Regions from separate parts of the Rattus norvegicus genome. Here region 2 is linked to region 1. The links are chromatin contacts, called in public Hi-C maps. All regions are on one chromosome and are shown on one strand. The core of a region is the stretch at or near the end of the contact, and the rest is flanking DNA. Distances in the headings are between cores, read along the strand shown. Region 1 overlaps Slx9 (SLX9 ribosome biogenesis factor). Region 2 holds the start of Adarb1 (adenosine deaminase, RNA-specific, B1).

Evidence for each region. Hi-C and Micro-C count contacts between places; a contact is called where the count stands out from the background.
Region 2: a contact with region 1 is called in a Hi-C map of frontal cortex, with 2.2 times the contacts expected there. The contact joins the promoter of Adarb1 here to the enhancer-like site in region 1. A contact is called at or near these places in 4 of 12 Hi-C or Micro-C datasets (frontal cortex, liver, prefrontal cortex and 1 more).

What each region holds. Positions count from the first base shown.
Region 1 is chr20:11,143,576-11,148,487 of GRCr8, forward strand. It overlaps Slx9 (SLX9 ribosome biogenesis factor), which reads left to right. Exons shown (of 6, transcript NM_001008307.2): 5 at 638-706; 6 at 2,374-3,537. The coding sequence ends at 2,497. Among named protein-coding and RNA genes, the nearest start is that of Slx9, 32 kb to the left of the region's middle. Within about 2 kb of position 2,101, at least 33 of the 93 cell types and tissues checked have an H3K27ac peak or open chromatin away from gene starts, as enhancers often do.
Region 2 is chr20:11,219,732-11,224,643 of GRCr8, forward strand. Adarb1 (adenosine deaminase, RNA-specific, B1) reads left to right here and starts at 2,440. Exons shown (of 11, transcript NM_001111055.1): 1 at 2,440-2,591.

The DNA.
Region 1 (4,912 bases), core at 851-3,350:
TCTGGGTTCCTCTTCCCGGCCCAGGCCCCTTGCTGCTGGGTGGAGTTGTCTCTCCCTCTTCAGTGTTGGACCAGGCTCCCGGGGATGTTGGGGAAATGCTCCTGGCGTGCCCGGCACCGAGCACCAGACTCTCAAACCACACCCCAGTCTGCTGGTCAGCAGGCACCGCCCTCTCGCCCTAGAAGGCCCCTCGGTGCTCCTAAGGTCACACTGGAGTGGCAGGTGCCACACCCCCCTGGTAGCATAGCTCCCTCTTCTCTCATCAGAAGTGAGAGGACAGAGGTCAGACGCCCATGTCTTGTCAGGAACTGCTGTGTGGTTTTAGAGGTAGGTTCTGCCCTGGCAGTGGAGTTGAGGGTCCAGGGCAGGCTGTTAAGGTGGCAGACTCGGGGTACAGAAGTGACGTGTTTTCCTGGGGTGATAGACCTTTCTGTATCACATGGGAACCTTATGGAGTGAGACAAGACCCTGGATACGGTGGTTGTTGACTCTAGATATGGTAGCCAGGTGACACAGCTCGTGTAGATCCAGTCTCCACAGCCAATGCACACTGTGGACTCCTGAACTCACACTAGTGGCCACCGAGATAAATTTTCTGGTGAAGTGTGTTGGACTGACTTGGACTCTGTATCCACAGCAGGGGGACCAGCAAGCCCAGGCCAGTGGAGCTTAGCCGGATGAGCACAGCCCAGAGACAGCAGCTTCTGTGAGTACAGCCCCAGCCCACAGGGCCTTCCTCCTGATCATCTCCACCCACACCCAGCACCCAGCCCCTCCTCTCCCCTCCCCTCTCTCCTGGCTCTCCTTCTGATTACAGGTGGGAGACATTTCTGGGGATCAAAAACTCTGCGGTCCTTAGTTGGGCCTTGGGTGTCTATCTGAAGTTCCTCCGGGGAGAGGGGATGGCATCTAGTGTAGGAACTTCCTTTCCCCAGCCCCTGGGGTGGTGGCCGGGATGTGTGAGTGCCGTGGGTTATACACACACAGTCCCGCACCTCGTCCATCGGCCGTATTGCCCTGTTGCTGCCTCACACTCTTAGGTGTGAGCTTGGACATGAGTCTTGCCTCTGCTCTTCAGCCTCTGTCGACTTGGTGCTGTGCTGTCTTCGGGGAACCCGAGGCAGCCTGGATCTCACCCACTCAGGCTGGTTATTTTGTCTGCACACAGCCTCTGTTAGTATTGAGTGTTGTGTGTCAATTTTTCCTGAGGCTCTTCATACCCTCTCGATGTATAGCTTCAGAAAGGTCTTTTTTTTTTTTTTTTTTTTTTGTCTTTTCTTTTCTTTTTTTCAGAGCTGGGGATCGAACCCAGGGCCTTGCGCTTGCTAGGCAAGCGCTCTACCGCTGAGCTAAATCCCCAACCCCAGAAAGGTCTTTTTAATGATTACTTTTGGTTTTGGGAATCCATATAGAACTTTACAGCCTCAACTCTTTTTGTCCCCAGACTCCCGTACATTGCTGAGATATATCCTATCTCCTGTGTTTGTTTGGTTTTAGGTTTTTGTTTTTATTTTTGTTTGTGTTTATTGAGACAGGGTTTCTCTGTGTAGCCCTGGCTGTCCTAGAACCCACTCTGTAGACCAGGCTGGCCTCCAACTCAGAGATCCTCCTGCCTCTGCCTCCCGAGTGCTGGAATTAAAGGTGTGAGCACCACCTGGCTCTTGTTTTCCTTGTTTTGAGATAGGTTCTTACCAAGTCTGATCCGTAGTTCTTACCCAGTTTAGCCTTGAACTCTCTCCGACTGAGTCAGGCAGCAGGTAGATAAAGAGAATGAGCCAGGTGTGGGTCTGTGAAACCTCACACCCTCTGCCAGTGATAACCTCCTAATTCTCCCCAAATAGTTGCACTGACTGAGGACCAAAAACTCAAGCATACGAGCCTACGAGACGTTTGCCTTCTCTGCTGACTCACCCGGCATCTGTGTCCAGGCTCTACTGAAGGCGGCCGTGCTGGGTTAGAGGAGGGGATGAGAGGACCTGACAGCATATATGAGAGGCCCCCGAGCTGCCTGTGTCCGCAGCTGCCCCAGTGCTCAGAGCTCTCCAGTGCACGTCTATTTTGGGCTCATTCGGGAGGAAGGCACCTCTTACATAAAGCAACTGCCATTGCTCCCTGCTCGTCAGCTTCTGCCTTGGCAGCAGCCGCTAGCAAATCCCTCTTAGATCTACTGGTAGGGTGACCTCACCAGGGGTTGGTGTGCTCAGCGGCCTGTGTGCCCCTGCCTCCTGCCGATGGTCCTGACACCCTGGTACTGTTCCTTGTGGTCACTCTGGGCCTCTGCTGTCTGCTCCAGTCTTAGGTGTCCAGGCCTGTCGTGGGGGTCCTGGGGGTTCTTGTTTTCCCCGTGCTGACCTCTGCCTTCTTTTCTTTCAGTGAGGAAGAGAGGACCCGGTTTCAGAAGCTGCTGGCCAGCCCAGCCTACAGAGCCAGTCCCCTGCTGGCTATCGGGCAGCAGCTGGCACACCAGATGCAGCTGGAAGGTGGCAAACAGCTCTGACCCAGGACAGTGGGTGCTGTGAGATCCAGAAGACTCAGTGTGGGTGGAGGCCACAGCTCTGGAATCCTGCCCTGTAACTGCACGGCCACCTAGCCGGTCTTGAAACCTCGGGCAGGGGAAGGAGGAGCTACCGCTGAGGACAAATAAAACGACTTATGGACTACGCTGGAGCCCATCTGTGGCTTCACTTCCACTTAGAGCCAGCCACTCCTGCATTTCCAAGGCTCAGCTGACCCTGGGATGGCTGTCCTGGTTCTCTGCAGAACAAGCCCAGGGTCCCCAGCTAGGGGCCAGAGTTGGGGTGGTTGCTCTTGTAGGGATCACAAGGGCTACACAAGTGTGAAACTAGAGGCCTGGCAAGGAGCTCGATTCCGAAAGTCCCTGAGGCCTTAGCACTCCTTCCCAGCTCCGACTGGGGTCCTGGTCACAGCAGGGCACTCTGCCGGCCACTGTGCTTCTCACACCATTGCTTTCCACCAAGCCACAGCTCAGGGCTCGGAGCTCTCGGCCCAGGCTACTCACTTACTTGTCCTGCTACAGTCAGAGAAGCAGGAGGCAGGACAGCCCTGGCCCAGTAGTCTCTTGGCTGGATGGCAAGATTGACCTGTGTCAGACACTAGTGGGTTCTCCGGGTGAGGGCAGTACCCACGGGACTCACAGCTCACACTGACACATGTCCCACTTTGCATCTGGGATGTGCTTATGGTACTGCTTACCCCCAAAGGTGCTCCCTAGCCTTTTACAGGGGCCCATAGCTCCCCAGCCCCTGTGAGTGGGGACAGGGCAGAACAGGTGAGGCTCCCGGGATTGGTATGGACACCTAGGGCACTTGGTGAATGAAAGTGGGTAAGACCGAATAGGCCTAAACTGCATGAAGCAGAGGCAGGCAGATCTCTTGAGTTCAAGACCAGCCTGGTCTACAGAGCAAGTTCCAGGACAGCCAGGGCTACACAGAGAAACCCTGTCTCGCAAAAAAAAAACAAAAAAAAAAAACCAAACACACACACAAACAGATAAATAAAATAATAATAAAAAGCAAACTGGTCTGGACACAGACTCAAGTTCCTTCACCAGAGGCCATTTCAGCCGTCTGCTGAGACACTGCTGGGGAAAGCAGGTTCTCATTAAGAGAAGTCGTGTGTGCCCAAACCCACCCGTGTCCAGCGCTGTCCAGTGCGCCCGGCACAGCTTAGGAGGTTTCCGTCTTCCTCGGATTGTACGTGTTAAGATTTCCGTGATGTGGCTTCAAGCAACTCTGGTCTGTCCATGATGAGCATCTTTTCACCCTGCTGGGGAGCGTAGGGCCACCCTTCAGGGTCCTACTAGGGAGAGCATTCATGTTCAGGTCGGTTACCCAGCAAAGCAGGAGAAAGCAGGAGAGGAGCCAAGCGGACATCACTGGGACCACCTCAGAATCACCGCAAAAAGTGGTCTGAGGTGAGTTCTGTGTCTAAGGCTTGGCAGAGCAGCGCTCTGCTGGCCAGAGGCTAGACACTGGGCAAGCAGGGCTCAGAGAAGGTGGTTCCTCCTCACCACAAAGCGTGTACTCTCGTGCAGATGGACATAGGAGGCAGATCCCAAGAAAGCGGCCCTCTGCGTGGCTGGTGGGAGTTTGCTGGATTTGTGTATCTCCTGATCCTTACAGAATAAACACGAATCACATAGTTATACTTTTCAGTGAGGCCCCTGGCTTACTGGATTTGAAGGTTAGCAAATGAAGTGACAGTGGGGACACAGCAGCACCTGGTCCCTCCCTCCACAAGGCCGAGCCTGGCTTCCCTGGCCACACCCTGCTCACAACACACTGTGCTCTGTCTGCACTGGGCAGCAGCCACCAAAGGCAGCCTGAGGGTAGGCAGACAGTATGGACAGGAGCCAGCAGGAGTCAGCCTTGCCTAGTCCCTGAGCTGGGGCGATGCCACTGGAGCTGGAGCTTGCCTGTCCCAGGGGGCTGGCTCTTGTTGGGAGGAAGGGGCCAGTGAGTGCGTCCTTGTATGGGGCATTGGAATCCTCCGATTTTCAGTCGCATGAACTGAGTGATGTCATCACCACGGGGCCAAGCCAGCAGGACAGACCTTTCCTCCTGAGCCTGTCCCCACGTATTTTGTCAACAAACATGCTCAGGACAGGAAGAGCTGTGGGTGGCCCCAGAGCATGGGACTCCCTGCTAAGCGGTGTCCCTGTTGAGCCCAGACCCCTAGCATGGAGAGTTTCTTCTGTCCTGAGGAGGACCGGGCCTGCCAGCTCCATTCTTAGTGGGGTATTTGGTAATTGGGAGGGAGGGGATTGGGACACCAAGGAAACCTCCTCTCAGCCGCCAGTCATGTGACCTCAGCCCCCCCCTTTACGTCCCCACTGGGGTGTTCCTAGCTGCCAAGCCAAAGCACCGAGTCTGGGCAGACCACATAGCTTATT
Region 2 (4,912 bases), core at 1,190-3,689, 76 kb after region 1:
AGCTCAGTGGTAGAGCGCTTGCCTAGGAAGCGCAAGGCCCTGGGTTCGGTCCCCAGCTCCGGAAAAAAAAAAAAAAAGAAATCCCTCAACCATAAGCTTCACTCAGGACCCATCGAATTAAAGGCCAGTATGAACTGTCATGCCTAAAATGGCTTGAGTCAGGTCTGACCGCTGGGCAAGCACTTCCAGCACCTGTGTATGAGCTCATTGTGGTTTTTGTGGTTTTAGCCTTTGAAAGCTGGCCCTGAGAAAATATCCAGCGCACAGCTTTTAGCTCTTAAGTCTGAGCACTGCCGTAGTTGATTGGCCTTTAGGTGTGTGTTCAATAAAACATCCTGACTGAAATTGGTGTTCGTGTGGTTTGTGGGGCGACTCCTGGACCGATCACATATATATAAAATCCTAATTCACATTGTATCTGTTATGGTTCCGAAGACTCCACCACCAAGCCTTTATGGCCATCAGTGGTGGACCAGGTTTCAGGTGGATTAACATCTCTCCTACAGAGGGAACGATCTGTCCAGTCTCACGGCTGTGTGTCAGTGGGTTTGCATGGTTCAAGTCCAACATCCCTGCTCCTTTCACCGGACTGTCTCCCAGTTATGCTATTGTCTGGCATCCTGACCTGTTCCACTTCCAGACTATGAGGACGAAGATGTCTTCCTAATCGATGGACCCACCCATGCACATGGCACTGCTAGATACCCGAGAGGCTGTCAAAGTGTCATTTTTCTAGCCTCTGCCGATGCGTCCTGTTGTCCTCACTTCAAGCTAGTTTCTTTTGGCAGTGTACACAGCAGATGAAAAAGGTCATTCTAGTTAGTCCCGGATGAGACACGCAGAGTTCTGTTTTTGCCGTAATGATCTTCAGTGAACCAAAGGCCTATGAAAGCGATGGTCTCCGATGAACATACTTCCTGTGTCCACATCTCTGTCTCTCATATTTATTTGCGCAGGGCAGCATCTTTCAACTTAGTCAATGAGTCACAGGAACACAGGTGATGTGCACAGGGGCTGGAAAGGCCCTGTGTGATGGAACTCGCTCTCTTGTGGTCAAACCACAGCCATTATGAGAAGCAACGTGAGCAGGCTTACTAACAGTGGGTAACACACGACCTACAGGAGTGAGGTCACCCATGGAGCCGAGAGGAACCAAACCCCGCTGAAGACAGTTATAAGCTGCTATCAGCCTTAGCAACCATGACTTTAAGTTCTGGGGTAGTTTGATACCCAGAAAAGAACACGCTTGTCCTTGTGCACAGATTTGTATCTGAAGCTTGGCATCCTGGTAGGCATTCCAAGAGTGATCTTTTCTACTTCCTTGCCAACAAGTACACCCATAGACGCTGCCTGAGGCCCACCTTTTAGGCAGGCTGAAGAACTCACTGGGAGGCTGGCTGGTCCAGGGGACAGGTTTTTGTGATGGAAGCAGACGCAGACCCCTCTACAACACTACTCCTATGGTCAGTTTATGCTTCCTGGACCTCTCCAGACCCCTAGCAACCCAGGGTAAGACCATCTGCTGAGAGGCCACACAAGTTGCTGACCACATCCTGGGTGCTCAACGCGGTACTTGTACCTGCGTCTTTTACCAGGCCCTTTTTTTTCTCTTTTTTTCTTTTTTTTCGGAGCTGGGGACCGAACCCAGGGCCTTGCGATTGCTAGGCAAGCGCTCTACCACTGAGCTAAATCCCCAACCCCTTTTCTTTTTAAACAAATGGAGAAACATGCAGAGCAAGTACAAGACAAGTCCGGTACGCCTGAGAGGTGGCAGAGCCGGAACTTGACCCCGGGATCCAGGTTAAACACAGACCGCCATTTCTAGTGACCAACAGTAGACACTCTGCTTCACAAAATCACGTCCCTGCTCCTCTCCCTACTTATTTTCAAGGTCTAAGGAGATGGGTGTGACCAGGGCCAGCTCTCAAAACCGGAGGAAGGCCCAGGAATGATTCTTGCCGGATGCCAGGGTACCACGTACGAGGTGCAGTGGGTCTTCAAGCCGCGGTCCCAGTCGCTCATCAGTGGCACCTCTCCGATTTTTCCCTGCCCTGTTCCCAGCTCCCACAAGGATCTCTGGGGTCCTTGGTCCCACCTGTCCCCTTAGCTCCCATCCCAGGCTCCCGCCCGCTCAGGCCTCCTCAGTGCGGAGTTCGAGAACCCCGCCTCCGTCGATCTTCTCAGTACGTGTCGGAGGCGGCTCCCTTCCGCTTCGAGTCTCCCTAGCGACGCACGACCTGTTTTGGTTCTAACCGCTAACCCTCGCGGTTCCCGCCGCCGCGGGCGAGTCTGGAAAGCGGCTCGGGGGCAGGAGGAGCGGGCGGACTGGCGCGCGCACGTCGGCGTCGGGCGCTGGCTCCACCCCTGCATGCGCGCGCGCGCGCGGCTGCGGCGGCTGGGGCGGGGCGAGCCGAGGGGGCGGAGCCGCCGGCGCTGAGGCTAGAGGCAGAGGCTGAGACAGCGGCTGAGGCTGAGGTGGCTGAGGCTGAGGCGGCGGCGAGGGGCTCCTAGCCGGGGCCGCGGGGCCAGCCGAGGCCGCCGCAGCGCCGGGAGCCAGACGCCGGCATCCCGCGGGCGCAGTGTGAGCTGAGGTAAGGCGGCGGGAACGCGGGCGGCCGCGTTTATGTAAGCGCGGGGCAGGTGGCTGAGGCCGCGCAGCGCCGGCGGCCGCGGACCTGACCACCGACCCCAGACCCTATCGAGCCCGGCTCGGGCCCGCGGCGGGCTGCGGGGTCGCTGGCGCATCCCGGGCGGCGCGCGGAGGGCGGGCCGCGGTCCACTTGGATGCGCTGCGCTGCGGGAGGAGGCTGCGCCCAGGACGGCTCGTCCGCTCCTGGAGGCGCCGCGTCCGCGTGGGATGCGCTGCGCCGCGGCGAGCCGACCGTGCGCCTCTCCGACAGGAGGTTGTGCTCGCGGAGAGGACCCTGTACTCCAGGGAGGAGACCTGTGCCCATCAGAGAGGAGACTGCGCCCGGGGTGGGGAATGGTGTGCCAGGCGGAGGGAACCTGTGCTCTGGGGAGGGGACTCTGTATCCCGGGAAGGGACCTTTGCCCAGCAGAGGGGACACTGCGCACCGAGAGGGGGGACCCTGTGCCCTGCAGAGGGAAAGCTGCACCCGGGGATGGGACCTTGTATCCTAGAGAGGGGACCTGTGCCCAGCAGAAGGGAGTCTGCACCCTGAAAGGAGACACCCTGTGTCACTCTGAAGCTGTGTCCGGGGATTGGGACCCTGTACCCTGCAGAAGGGACCATGTGCTTGGCAGAGGGAAGGTTGAGCTCTGTGTCCTGCAGAAGGGACCAGTGCCTAGCAGAAGGGAGATTAAGCCCGGGTGGGGAGTGGGGAGTGGGAACCCTGTGCTCCGAGGAGGGGAAGCCGCACCAGGGGATGGGGACTTTGTGCCCTGCAGAAGGGACCATGTGCTCCGCAGAGGGGAGACGGCGCCCAGAGGAAGGGCACAGGGAGGGAACCCCGTGCCCTGCAGAGAGTACTCTGAACTCCAAGGAGGGAGACCCTAACCCTGTATCTCACAGAGGGAAGGCTGCGCCCTGTGGAGAGCACCCTGTGTCCTGCAAAGGAGACACTGTACTCCCACGGACGGGACGCCGTGACCTGGGTGAGGGAGGTTGGTTTTTTGTTTTTTTGTTTTTTTTTTTTTGTTTTTTTTTTTGGTGGTCCGTGTCCCTCCCGAGAGCTCAGAGCCCACATGGGTGTCGTGCGCCCGGATGACGAAGTTCCGTGATCCCGGCACCTCTGCTGCTGTGGGAGCCATCTGGGACGTTAGGGTTTGGAGGTGAATTTTGACGCGCTCACATAGGCAGAAGGAAAATCACTGTGTGGTGGCTGTGTGCAAGGGAAATGTCAGATGGGGCTGTGGACGCTAGACTGTAGTGGCGCCGGAGTCGCCTTTGGAGGACCAGAAATGTGTTCCGTTCGGGATTTATGAGGGGGATATCCGCACTGGAGGTCAGTGTTTTCAGCTAGCAGGTTTGGGTTGTTACTTCTGATGAGGGTATCTTTTTTTTTTTTTTTTTCTTCTTCTTCTTGACAACCATTTTTTGCGTTCCATTCTAGAAGTATAAGGAAAAGAAGGCGGATAGCAAACTTGCCTTTTTACTGTTAGGTGCGTTAATTAAGATGATCGCACAGTAGTTTTTACTGAGAAGAGAAATAATGTATTAACCCTCCTTGTCCCTTTGGAAGGAAGCTGCATTTCCCAAAACTGTTTTTGTCTCAAGACAAAACTGTTTGTAAAAGCCAGCTGTTTTTGTTTTTGTTTTTGTTTTGTTTTGTTTTCTTTTTCTGGGGGGGGGGGGGGATGTGAAACTACTTTACCCTTTTTGCTTGAGACTTCCCTGGAGGAAAAGAGAAGAAAAAGGTGGCAGAAGGTTGGTTGGTGCAGCTCCTTTTGGAATGAGAGAATTAATGGTCCCTGGGTACAGGTTCCTCCAAGGGGTAGAGTCACAGCATGGGCACCAAAAACAGAAGCTTGCTAAATGTTGGATGAGACACACTGGGCTGGGTGCTCTGATTCCCACAGTGGTGGAGAGGTGGGATCCACAGGCTTTGAAAGGAATGCATTCTCCATGCCCGTTAGATGTCAAGGGGTTTCAGAAACTGGGCACCTTCAGTGCCGTCTACGTCATCAGTGATGCTCCAGTTGGAAGGAGCAAAGGAGACCTTTCTGCAAGGACAGTGTTGAAGAGAGAAACTGATGACGCGTGTCTCCCATGATGTGTTCTCTCAGTCATTGCTGGTAGGCCAAGGCAGGAAGATTAGCCACCAAGAAATAACACCATCCTGAAAACACATCTTGGCTCGCAGGCAAATTCGCTTCCCTGTAAGTTTATGTGCTGTAAAGCGTTTAAACTGCTTTAGAATTTTGGGAATTAAAAAAAAAAAACCCTTCAAAC